Regions from separate parts of the Sus scrofa genome. Here region 2 is linked to region 1. Evidence: chromatin contacts called from public HiChIP or PLAC-seq data. All regions are on one chromosome and are shown on one strand. The core of a region is the stretch at or near the end of the contact, and the rest is flanking DNA. Distances in the headings are between cores, read along the strand shown.

Evidence for each region. HiChIP or PLAC-seq counts read pairs in DNA pulled down with a chosen protein or histone mark.
Region 2: an H3K27ac HiChIP or PLAC-seq map of alveolar macrophages shows a contact between it and region 1. The contact joins the promoter of MECP2 here to the promoter of IRAK1 in region 1. A contact is called at or near these places in 1 of 5 promoter capture datasets (fetal liver), 12 of 47 Hi-C or Micro-C datasets (brain, embryonic fibroblasts, fetal liver and 7 more) and 2 of 2 datasets of contacts at active chromatin or transcription factors (alveolar macrophages and skeletal muscle).

The regions. Positions count from the first base shown.
Region 1 is chrX:124,722,688-124,728,574 of Sscrofa11.1, reverse strand. It overlaps IRAK1 (interleukin-1 receptor-associated kinase 1), which reads left to right and starts at 3,720. Exons shown (of 15, transcript XM_003135490.4): 1 at 3,720-3,940; 2 at 4,028-4,195; 3 at 4,328-4,459; 4 at 4,581-4,684; 5 at 4,856-5,041; 6 at 5,249-5,313; 7 at 5,500-5,585; 8 at 5,588-5,613. The coding sequence starts at 3,805. LOC106507059 (a long non-coding RNA gene) reads right to left here and starts at 3,523. Exons shown (of 2, transcript XR_001302752.2): 1 at 3,282-3,523; 2 at 1-2,719.
Region 2 is chrX:124,784,598-124,790,523 of Sscrofa11.1, reverse strand. It overlaps MECP2 (methyl-CpG-binding protein 2), which reads left to right and starts at 1,461. Exons shown (of 5, transcript XM_021080802.1): 1 at 1,461-1,547.

The DNA.
Region 1 (5,887 bases), core at 2,471-4,970:
AGGGGCTGTCCTTTTTCCCCAGGAGGGGAGATCCAAAGACGAGACCCCTGCCCAGACCAGCCAGAAGCCACCCAAAGAAGTTAAGCCTAAAGCCAATGGACCGAATAGCTGATGTGTTGCCGTTTTCGAAGTTAGAGCCAAACCAGGTTTTGTTCCATTCGGTGAATTCTTTTGCCCCCCCCCCCCCGAGATTATTCGCATCATGGTTATGTTTTCAATAAGGACAGACAAGGCTGATGTTCCCGCGAGGGGTGTGAGCAGAGCCAACCTGGCCTCAGTGGGAGAAGGTTGGGGCGGGCCCGAGTGGTGCAGCTCAGACAGAGGGTGGGCATCTCCCTGGAGACCTGCGCCATGGCCACAGGTCGGGTATACGTTGACAGGGCATTACTGTTCAGGGTGGGCATTACTGATCAGGGCACCGTCGTCCCCTCCCGCCCCGTCCCGCAGTGCTCGCTCGTGACGTGACCTCTCAATCCCCCCCCGTGCCCAGACGAAGAGGTGATGGCGGAGGGGGTGCCCTCTCTTTGCTGTCATCCAATCCCCAGCAAAATTTGGACGTGAGAAACCCCCTTCTTTTTTCATGGCAAGTCCAGATCCTCCTTCTCAGAGAAGCCGTTGCCTCCCAGACACTGTGGAGGGCTGATGGAGCAGGGACAAACGCGTGCCCCCTTAGCGCCTGGCGGCCCCTCCTCTGAAAGGTGAGCACAGTGCTGACTGTGGCGACTGTTTGCGCGTGGGGTTGAGTAGCGGCAAGAACCCGACAGAGTCGCTGCCCCGTCCTGAGTCGCAGTGACACAGGTGGCCCAGTGCAGAGGGAGCTGGCTCCAGCCCAGAAGCCCGCCCGAGGGTGGGCAAGGCGTGCGTGGGGCGCGGGGAACAGCCCAGGACAGACTTGGCTGGAGATGTCTCCAAAAGCCCTCTATCGCATTCACCTTCAGTTTTTGTGTTTTGGGACAATTACTTTAGAAAAATAAGTAGGTCGTTTTAAAAACAAAAAATATTGATTGCTTTTTTGTAGTGTTCAAAAAAAGGTTCTTTGTGTATAGCCAAATGACTGAAAGCACTGATATATTTAAAAACAAAAGGCAATTTATTAAGGAAATTTGTACCATTTCAGTAAACCTGTCTGAATGTACCTGTATACGTTTCAAAAACACCCCCCACTGAATCCCTGTAACCTATTTATTATATAAAGAGTTTGCCTTATAAATTTACATAAAAATGTCCGTTTGTGTCTTTTGTTGTAAAATCAAGTGATTTTTTCATAAGGTTCTTTTACTATTTGAAAAGATGGGCAGCACGCAGTTTCCTTTTATTTTTGTAAGTTTTTTAATACGTGTGAAAGCCAAGAATACTCAGCATGCCTTTTAAGTGACGCGTTTGCACCTTTTGTTGGGAAGTACTGTATCCTGTGCTGTTAGCATTCTCGATAAATCTCTCTGTGAAAGTGACTCAAGGTCTGGGCTTTCATTATCAGACAGCTCACAGGACAGCACGGCGGTGTTCCCTGATTCGCTCTGGCCCTGAGCACGAGGAAGCCAGCCGCTCTCAGGACTGGCGTGGGAAGAAAGGGCAAGCCGCTCCCGCGGGCCTCCCTTGGGGCACGCCTGCGCGGGCCGGGAAGCTCTGGGGCGGCAGGCCTTCAGCACAGCAGCACGACGTCCCTGCTCCTGAGGGGCCAGGGTAGGGGTGTCTCCGGTTCTGGCTGTGCCCAAGGGATGTGCCCAGGTGCCTTTGGAAACACCGCGCCCCAGCCGCCAGCTCGGCTCCTGCTGCTGTGCCTACCGCCCACGACCCTCCCCTGGCTTCGGCTGACCTGGATCCCGGCCTGAAGGGGGCGCGCTCACACCCTGCCTGTGCTCCCCGGCGTCCTGGAAGGCAGTGGGCTCTCTGGAGCTGCCAGCCCCGCCCCAGCCGACTTCCAGCAGGCTGCTGATGGCCTGGAGGGGACAACGACTGCTCAGAGTCCAGCATCACACACAAACGTGGACACACCTCCTAGGCGGTGCGCTGCAAAGCCGTGTCCGTGAACGTTAAGGGGCGACGTTCACCGTGGGTGTGTGCTGAGCATCCCTCGGGGCCAGCGCTGTCCGCTGTCCCGGGAGCCAGCTGCAGTGTAGCGGGAGCAAGTCGGCCCCAGTCCTGGTTCGCTTGGAGCTCGGCGTGGGCGCGCACGATCGTTCCCTGTGGTTAAGGGGAGTCTTAGGGCTGTCCTGGTGGGGAGTCAGTCACTGGGGCTCCGGGCGCGGCCGGCCTCCTCTTTGGGAGTGGCTGGAGGTGGCCGCATCGTTCGGGGAGAGGCCCGTCTTGGGCAGACCTGTTTTCTGGGAACGCCGCCTGGCGTGGGGCGGAGGGGTGAGCAGCCCTTGGGGGTCAGCAAAGACCTGTTGCCTTTGAAGCGGGCAAGCAGCTGGAGAAACAAAAGGCGAAGTCACCCTGGCTGCTTTGGGGGGGGGTCTTTGCCATCTGGTGGGGGAGGCAGCCAAGTGGAGAGGCTGAAGAAGGACGCGTCAGAGGTGCCGGCCAAGCAGGGGCTGTGGGAGGCTCGCCTGAGGGGCCCAGGGAGCTCTCCGCCGAGCTTCCGCCCGGGGGGCTGTCTGAGCTCCAGCTGGTCCGGTGCGGGCCACGCAGCTGCAGGGCAGGTCGCTGCAGGGCAGGTCGCATTCTTGGAACCCTAAGGAGCTCTGGATGGCTGCAGGCTGCTGCTGTGTGCCGAGCGCTAGACAGAGGTGGACAGGAAGGGGCTGGGTGACGACAGCAGTGGGGGCAGGGCGGAAGAGCTGGGACCCCAGCGGAGGGCTTCGGGGAACCCCGGGAAGGCCCGAAGCAGGCAAGTGAGGTGGCTTGAGTTGTGCCTAAGGAAGACGACCCGGCACTAAGAGGTAGCACTGGGGGCAGTGGGCCTGTGGGCAAGAGATGGACTCCAGGAAAGCTCAGGGAGGTGACAGGGAAATAGCAGCTGCTGCCGCGCCAAGCGCCTGAGACCCCAAGGACACCAATGGCTGCCCAGCAGAGTGCGACCAGTGTGCGGCCAGCCCTGGGAGCTCGGTGCCCGATGAGCGCTTCAGAAAGGAGGGGGGGACCGCCAGCTGAGCCAGGAGGGTGACAAGAGGGAGGAGCGACAGCAGGAACCGAAGGCCTCTTTTCAAGAGATGTAAACACGTTTCATGTGCCAGTGGCGGAGGAGCCAACAAAGAAAGAGATACGGCAGGTGCTGCAAAGAGCGGGAAAGATGGGCTCCCGCGCCCAGGAGGTGGCTGGAAATGCTGAGTTGGGCTGACCTGCTGTAAAGCTTCCAGACCGTTCTTCTGCACCCCGCCTCGGCCAGGCCGCCTCTGCGACCCACATCTGACCCTGCCCTGCCCGGATCCGTTGACCACCCTCCGCTGCCTCCTAGATAAAACCAACTTCTTAAGACGGCCTCCCGGGGCCCCTCGGCCGGCCCGGTGCCAGCCCTTTCCGGAACAACCCCGCGCCGCCGCCGCTCCGAGCCCGCCCCTCCTCTTGGGAGCCCGCCCCCCCCCCGCCCCCCCCCCCCCGCGCCGGGCCCACTGCGCAGCCTTCCCGCCGAGCGGTCGCGCGCGGCGCCCCCGTGTGGCCGGGGCTCGCGGCGGCGGCGGCGGCAGCGGCGGGCGACATGGCGGCGGGCCCGGGCACCGCCCCTTCCGCCCCGCCGGGCGTCGCACGAGGCCGGCTTAAAGGGGAAGTGAGTCAGTGTCCGCGGACCCGGCCGGCCGAGGCCCGCGCCCGCCGCGGCCCCGAAAGGCCGCGAGAGGCCCCGGCCGGGCGGCGGCGGCAGCGGCCATGGCCGGGGGGCCAGGCCCGGGAGACCCCGCGGTCCCCGGCGCCCAGCACTTCTTGTACGAGGTGCCGCCCTGGGTCATGTGCCGCTTCTACAAGGTGATGGACGCCCTGGAGCCCGCCGACTGGTGCCAGTTCGGTGGGTGGCGGCGGGCCGGCGGGGGCGGGGCGGGGCGGGGAGCGCGCGGGGCCCCGGCGCCCAGGCCTGACGACCCCCGCCCCGCAGCCGCCCTGATCGTGCGCGACCAGACCGAGCTGAGGCTGTGCGAGCGCTCCGGGCAGCGCACGGCCAGCGTCCTGTGGCCGTGGATCAACCGCAACGCCCGCGTGGCCGACCTCGTGCGCATTCTCACGCACCTGCAGCTGCTCCGCGCGCGGGACATCATCACAGCATGTGAGCGCGCGGTGGCCCTCGCCCCCACGCCGGGCCCCGGGCTAGGGGTCGCCCAGGGCGTCCCACGGAGCTCTTCCCCCCTCCCCGCCCCGCGCCTGGGCCTAACAGTCCTTTCCTTCCTCGGTGTCCTAGGGCACCCTTCCGCCCCTTTTCTGCCCCCGAGCAGCACCACCCCCAGGCCCAACAGCATCTCTGCACCCTTGGAGGCCAAGGCCCCCAGCCCCCGGAAGTTGCACTCGTCAGCCTCCACCCTCCTCTCCCCAGGTAAGACAGCCCGGCCGGGTGTGGGCTTGAGGAACCTGAGAAAAGGACCCCCTTGACCCTGGCCATGGCAGTGAATCCTGCGGCCGGTCGCCGTCTCCCTGTCACTGGTGTCTTTATGCAGCTTTTCCAGGCTCCCAGACTCATTCTGACCCTGAGCTCGGCCCTCACACAAGCCCTGCCGCCCTCCAGCCCCCAGCGCTATCTGCAGCCCCTCTCTCTACCCAGGTAGGTGGGTCCTGCGGGCCCGCGGGTCTGAGACAAGCCCGAAGAAACCCAGCCTTCGCTACACTGGGGAGCCCCAGCCAGCCCAGCAGGGGCGCTGGGAGTTGAAGGAGCTTGTGGCCTGGGCAGAGGGGAGGAGACAGGCCTCCCCTGATCCGGGGTCTCTGCCCACAGCCAAGCCCAGAAAGCTCAGGGTCCCTCTTGCCGGGGGCCCCCTCTTCGTTCTGCTGGCCCCTCCACGAGATCCGCCAGGGCACCCAGGACTTCTCAGACGCGCTGAAGATCGGGGAGGGCGGCTTCGGGTGTGTGTACCGGGCGGTGATGAGAAACACGGTGTACGCTGTGAAGAGGCTGAAGCAGGTGCGTGGAGCAGCCGGCAGAGGCCCCGGTCCTCCCCCCGCTGCTCCCCCACACCGCTCTTCCACCCTCCGATGCCTCTGTTCAAAGCCCCCAGCCCCTTGCTTATTCCGGGCCCAGAACAGGTGGCAGTGGGAGTGGCCGTGCAGCCTTGACCGCACGAGCCTCACACTGCCCGTCCCCGTCCCTCCTTTTCCCCGGGGGCTGCAGGAGGCAGACCTGGAGTGGAGCACGGTGAAGCAGAGCTTCCGCACCGAAGTGGAGCAGTTGTCACGGTGAGCCTGGGGTGCCCCATCGGCCTCTAGGGTCATACACCCTGGGACCTGGCTCCCTCAGTCCCGCGGAGCCTGCCAGGCCCGGGCCAGCCGAGGGGCCAGCAGGAACCGCACACCCCGGGATGGCCAGATGGGAGGCGCGTGGATGCGGGGGCCACAGCGCTCAGTCCCAACTCTGTCGAGCAGGTTTCGTCACCCCAACATCGTGGACTTTGCTGGCTACTGTGCTCAGAGTGGCTGCTACTGCCTCGTCTACGGCTTCCTGCCCAACGGCTCCTGGAAGACCGCCTCCACGTCCAGGTAGCCTAACCCGGCCTGGCACGGCCGCCCCGAGGCGGGCACGCTTGGCACCTGCTGCTCTCACCTGCCCGGAAGCCTCTGAAAGCGGGGCTCCGGACTCAGAGTGGCTTGAGCGGAGGAGGCCGCCCCGCCTGCCTGCGCACCCGGGCCCAGCCCGTGAGGCGCCCTCCAGACGCCGGGGCTGCGTGCGCGGGGCCAGTGTCTTTGCTCTCGCACCCGAGCCGCTCGGGACGAGCAGGCCGTGCCGGGGAAGGCGGGGAGGGGCTCTGGAATG
Region 2 (5,926 bases), core at 212-2,711, 64 kb before region 1:
CCACACTGTACCTGCCATAGACATCTGATGATGGCAGCTCCCAGTTCAAAATCCTCCAAAGACTTCTCATCTCAGAAGAAGCTTCCAGTTCCCATGGCAGCTCCAGGTGCCTCTCCAACCACATACCCCGTCACTCTTCCAGCCACATCAACTTACTCGTGAGACCTCAACACGTCAGGTGTAGTCTCTCCTCAGGGCCTTTGAACTTGCCCAACATCTTCTTCTCTCCCCAGATAGCCATATGGGGAATAATATGTGAGCAAAAGCCTGTGGTTATATAAGCAGCACCCCCTTTACCCTTGCTTTATCTGTCTGAAAGCGCTTATCACTAGGAGACATATTACACACTTATTTGTACATATTGCTTTGTATGAAGCCTCCCCCACAGGAATGATAGTTTTGCTGTCTTATTCAGTACTGTGCATCCAGAGCCTGGAACAGTGTCTTCCATAACGTGTATTTAATAAATTAACAGAGGGTAAGGAGCCACATCAGAATCAGAGGGTTCCTTGACCCTAGCTCAAGGGTCACTGGATGAATCGGATGATAGCTGGAATCAGAGTAAGGTCGCCTAGACAAACAGGCCTATCCTGAACACTCCATTAGCTAAAACTTTTCTCATACTCTTAAATATTTTTCTCACCGGCACTGTGGATCTTAGCTCCCAAATCACTTCTTCTAGAAGTCTTTCCTCTCCTGTGCAGGCAGTTAAGGGCTGCTGCCTTTGTGCTTCCATTGTGCCTTCTGCCCACCTCCACCAGACTATCTGCAGCCTTGGCTCTTCCCCCATCAGAGTTTCAAGAAGATCAAGGCTGTGATTTGTTCCTCAGTTTATTCCCTGCCCCTGTGATTGTGTGGCACACTACAGGTCAGATGTAAGAATGCATTGGGTAGGCCTCTTAAACCAAGGTCCCTCGGCTGGAACAATGTCAGGCAACTTTGCTGCTTGTACTGAAGGTGGTAATGTGGAGAAAATGCGGGTGCGGTGAAACACGTATAGCGGCGTACTGGGTGTGTTTGTGGACAGCGGGTCGAGGGCCCGGCATGGCCGCGCAAACAAGCGTCCCGAGCCTAGGCCTAGCTTTGCTCCAGCATCCGCAAGGGCCCATTAATCCTTAATATTCAAATTCCGCCCACTAAACCAGCCCCCCGGAGCCCAAGCCGCTTCTTTTTCCCAAATGACGGCCGTTGGCAGCCAATCCGCAGCTAGACGGGGCGTCCGCCCCCTTTTCCCTTGCCGGAATGGACACGATCTCCCGCCAATTGGCGGCGTCGCCGCCGAGACCCCGCCCCACCCCGGGCGCCGCACCCAATGGCGTGCGGGCTCGCGGCGGCGCCGGGGGCCGGGCGCGGGTGCGCAGGTGCAGCAGCGCGCAGGCCGGCCGGGAGGGCGGGGCGCGACGTCGGCCGTGCGGGGTCTCGGCGTCGGCGGCGCGCGCGCTCCCTCCTCTCGGAGAGAGGGCTGTGGTAAAAGCCGTCCGGAAAATGGCCGCCGCCGCCGCTGCCGCGCCGAGCGGAGGAGGAGGAGGAGGCGAGGAGGAGAGACTGTGAGTGGGACCGCTGCGGCCGCGGGCGGGGACCCTTGCTGGGGGGCGGGGGTAGGGGCGGGACGTGGCGCGGGAGGGGCCCGCGGGGTCGGGCGACACGGCTGGCGGATGGCGTCCCTCCTCTCTTACCCTCCCCCTCCCGCTGGTGACGGCCCCCCCCCCTCGGCCCGTTACCCGCACTTGCGGGTGACCGTCCTCGGCGCAGCCTCCCAGGGCAGCCTTCGCCTGGTTCCCCCCTCCCTCCCTCCCTCCCGCCTTCGGCGCGCATCCCGGCCCCTGGCCCCGCGGGCGCCCCTGTCGCCGGGGCTTCGCCTGTCGGGGCTGCGCGCGCGTCGTGCCCTTCGCGGGGCTTCGGGCCCGCGGCGCCGTCGCGCGCCCGCGGCCCCGGCCTCTCCCTGGATCGCGCTTTCGCGTCTCCCTCCCTCGCGCGCCCCCTCTCCCGTTACTCGGCCCCCCCACCGACGCGCGTGCGCAGTCCGCCTCCCGTCGGGAGAGTGCGCCACAAGGGCTCCGGCGCTCTCACCCCCATCTCCAGGCTTTGCCTCCCCCTCCTTCTCGCCCATTCCATGACTTTCTGCCCCCACTGCGAGCGAGTTCCTTTCGCATCTAGCAGGAACAAGTAGGTGGGAATTATTGTCCACCCACAAAAGGCGCTAGACATTGTGTTCCTGGTCCCACGGCTCATCATAAAGAGGCGGTTATAGTTACCATCAGGAGCCGTGGGTCGGGGACTGCGTGTCCGGCAGCACCTGAGGCTCTTCGGTGGGAGCTCGCCCCCAGGGTCTTTGGGGGTGCTGTGGCCTCAGAATCTGAGCGCCCTCCCCTCCTCCCCCCGTTCGCCGGCGATCTTCCAGTTACATAAGTGGAGTGGGACATAGTATGTGACCGGCTTCCAGAGCCGCGGAGCGCGCCTTGCTCACGATCCCCAGCCCCGGATGGGGCAATTTCATCGCCCCTCTGTGGTTCCTGTCAGTTGTCCCCGAAAGTTTCTTTTCTTTTTCGTGTGGTTCTGACTGAATCACCCAAACTGAAATTCAGGTGACTTGTACGTGGCGTGGCAATGTTTTCTGTGGGTTTGCACTGAAGACTTAAGGTCACTGTGAAGAGTCTAAAGATTGCTTTGACGGAGGAGACCGTTTATGGCATTACCAAGTGTGGATCAACGGGGCGGGGGTGGGGGGGGAGCTTGCTCTGGAACATACCTCTGTGGCCGTCGCTTCTGTTGTGTGTTTGGTGTAGATTGGTCACAGCAGAAATGGGCTCCACCACAAAAATGATATTCCTGACTCATGGTCAGGCAGATGTGTGCTTCTGATTATTTTTCCAGGAACAGGAACGGGCTCTGTAGAGCCATTCCCATGTTGTGTCTTTGCTGTGCAGGATCAGTGCCCCACATTGTGAGATGGTAGGATCGAATTCAGGGAGTGCTTGGTGATCGTGGAACCAAACCTACTAGCCCGTGAGGCTGAGTGGCTTAGACTTTGTAGGACTCTCACAACTTTTAGGCATTTTGTCATTCTACAAAAAGGAAGCATATTCAGGCCTTGGGAGGAGAATTCATTGTTAATGGACAATTACTCTAGGGGAGAAATTTGGGTTTCAAAGCCAGAATTTTCATCTGCGTCTTAGTGATTTCACTTAACAATGAGATTAACTGCTCCTCTTGGGTTGTTTGAAACATGCTGGATCCTTATTGCAGACAACCAGCCAACCAGATCCGGATTTTTTTAGGTCTCTTGGGAATTTCCACCAGGGATTCAGGGAAATAGGCTTGTTTATGGGCTTTTTAGGACTTGTACTTAAAAGTCCAGTCAGGGAGCCTAGGAAGCCTTTGGTTTTATGTTCTTACCCAGACCATGTCAGAACCTTAAAGGACACAGCCAGTGTAGTAGAAGTACGGGATTAAATAAGTTGTCACCGAGCGCACATCGCTGGCCCGGCCCTGCCGTACATTCCTGTCCACACACACACACAAGCCTCACTTGACAAAGCTTCCAGGGTTTGTACATCTGAGCCCGAGATGTGAGAGGACAAGGGCTCTGCTTCGTTTGGCATCATTGGCAGTGCGTTAGCCCTCTCGACTGCCCCTCCAGACAGCTGTTCCATCCTACCCCTATCCCTTTAAACTGCACAGCTTCCAGAATATAGTTTCTCTGCAGAGTGCCTGGTGGCATCTGAAGTCATTGTGTCCTAACACCTTGAAGAAACCTTCTGTGGCTTTCTTGCCAGTACTGGCCCATCACACCATGCTGTCTCTTGCTGCTACAAACTTGCCTGGAAGGCCTTAAACCTAGAGTCCCAGGTCTTTGTTTCACCTGATAGACCATCATGCAGTCAGATTGCACTCCAGCTTTTGTACTTGCTTATGTTAGGGTTAGAATACAATTTTGCATTCTATTTGCAATTTCCAGCCAGAGCCATTGTTTCCCTGTCTGCTCTGCCTCTTTGTGGCCGAATCTAGTGGGGTGGGGAGGTAAGCTGTGGAATGTGACAGAAAAACTGATGAGCGGATGTTGCCCCCATCCAAATACTCCTTCCTCCGCATTGAGATGGAATGAGAAACTTGCTTCTTGAACCTAGAATAAAGAGCAGATGTAAAGGTGTTACTTTCTTACTCCAGGCCAGTTTTCATCACTCATACACCTGCCTGGAATTATTTGCATGATAAATGATGTCTCCTGGAAGCCGTAATCTTTTATAAAGGCGAATATCAGTGGAGATCTTTTTATCGGCTAAGAGCACTTTGTGGCCAAGCTGCCCGAGTTATCTATGAGAAGAAGACAAGCAGAGAAGATGTTTGACCTTTGTAGTAACTTGTGTTTTAAGTGCACTGGGGGTAAAACATAGTCTAGACTGGCAGTTCCAGGGAGTGTGGCAGGACGCCTGCTTGTTCTCACCCCCTCTGCCATGGTAACATGTGTGCAGACCATCTCGTGTGGTCAGCAGACACAACCTTTTTTCTCGGGTAGAGCATTATTACCCCTCCAGTGGATGGACCTTGCCCTCAGTGTTTTGGTACCAGCCCTCTCCAGTCAAACTGCCATTGTCACCACTGCGCCTTTACCTCATTTTGGGTAGGACAGATGTAAACGAGTTCCTTTTCCTTGTACTCTCTGACACAAAAGTGCTCTTGTGCCTTTCTCTTGCGAGGAACCTTTTCCTTCCTATTGAAAGCTTGATTTGCATGCCATTGCTTAAATCCTTGGTTCCACCCCTTTGATGGTAGGTATGGCGTCTGGGGGAACTGAGTGGGAACAGGAATTTGGGGGCTGGCAGGGCATGCCCCCTCCCATGTTTAAGGGGGATTGTGACCACTCTGTTACAGACTAAAGCCTCGGCCTTTTTCACTTCTTCAAGGCACACTTGCATTGGTTCTGCTGGCCTATGGATGTGTCCTTAGCATAGCTGTTCTGCAGTACTGCATAAGTCTGGACTCTGGGGAGCATGCCTTCGAGAGGGTTCAGTTGGCTTCCTTGCCTAAGAGCTGGGGGCACTGTGTGTGTGTGTGTGTGTGTGTGTGTGTGTGTGTGTGTGTGTGTGTGTACACACACCTGCAAATCACTGCTTTATTGGGTCTTCACCTAATTGCTCTCATTTGCTGGCTCTCTTTTCTCTCTCCATAAACTCCTAATCAAAGAACTTAAACTTTCAGAGCTGGAGGAACCTTAGTCTAGCCCCCTCAATTTACAAATAGAAATGCAATTTACCCCAAAAATGCAGGGCCTCCCAGCCAGGATACCAATTTACTTTCTGTTGTATAGCTACCTGAGTAACACTGTTACCTGACTTCTGGGATTTCAAAGCATCCTATGATTAGACTGTTTAAGGGAATTATAAGGCCTCACTGCACCTCAGTAGATAATTCCGGGTACCATCCTGGTAGGTATAGCGCAGCAGTAAGAGGCTTGACTGGTGTTGCCTTTCCTCTGGGTTTCATTACATGAGCAATTGTGTGAATAGTCTCTAGAATTTTTCTAAAGATAAAAGTCCTACTCTTAGGCCAGCAAGGTATCAGAGAGTAGCTAGTATGGGGCGATTTTAGTTTTAACAAGGAAATGATGGTTATCTTGATGAAAAATGGTGACAGAAGATCTTTTTTGAACATGTGTTCAAAAGCAAAAGAGAAACTGTCAAACTATTAACTCAGTTTGTTGAACATTCGATTTACGATGATCTGAGAGGCTTAAAAACGTTTGCTCTGAAACAGGCATGTGTTATTTTTAAGGATGGCTTTGGATCTCCCAGGGCACTTAGTTTCTGTTGGTGCTGCCTTTTTTCTCTCCGGGTTAGAAACCCCTTTATGTGATGTTACAACAGATTGTGGCAACTTCAGCAGCTTGAAAAAGAGAAGGGAGACTTTGCCTCTGGATTTCACATGT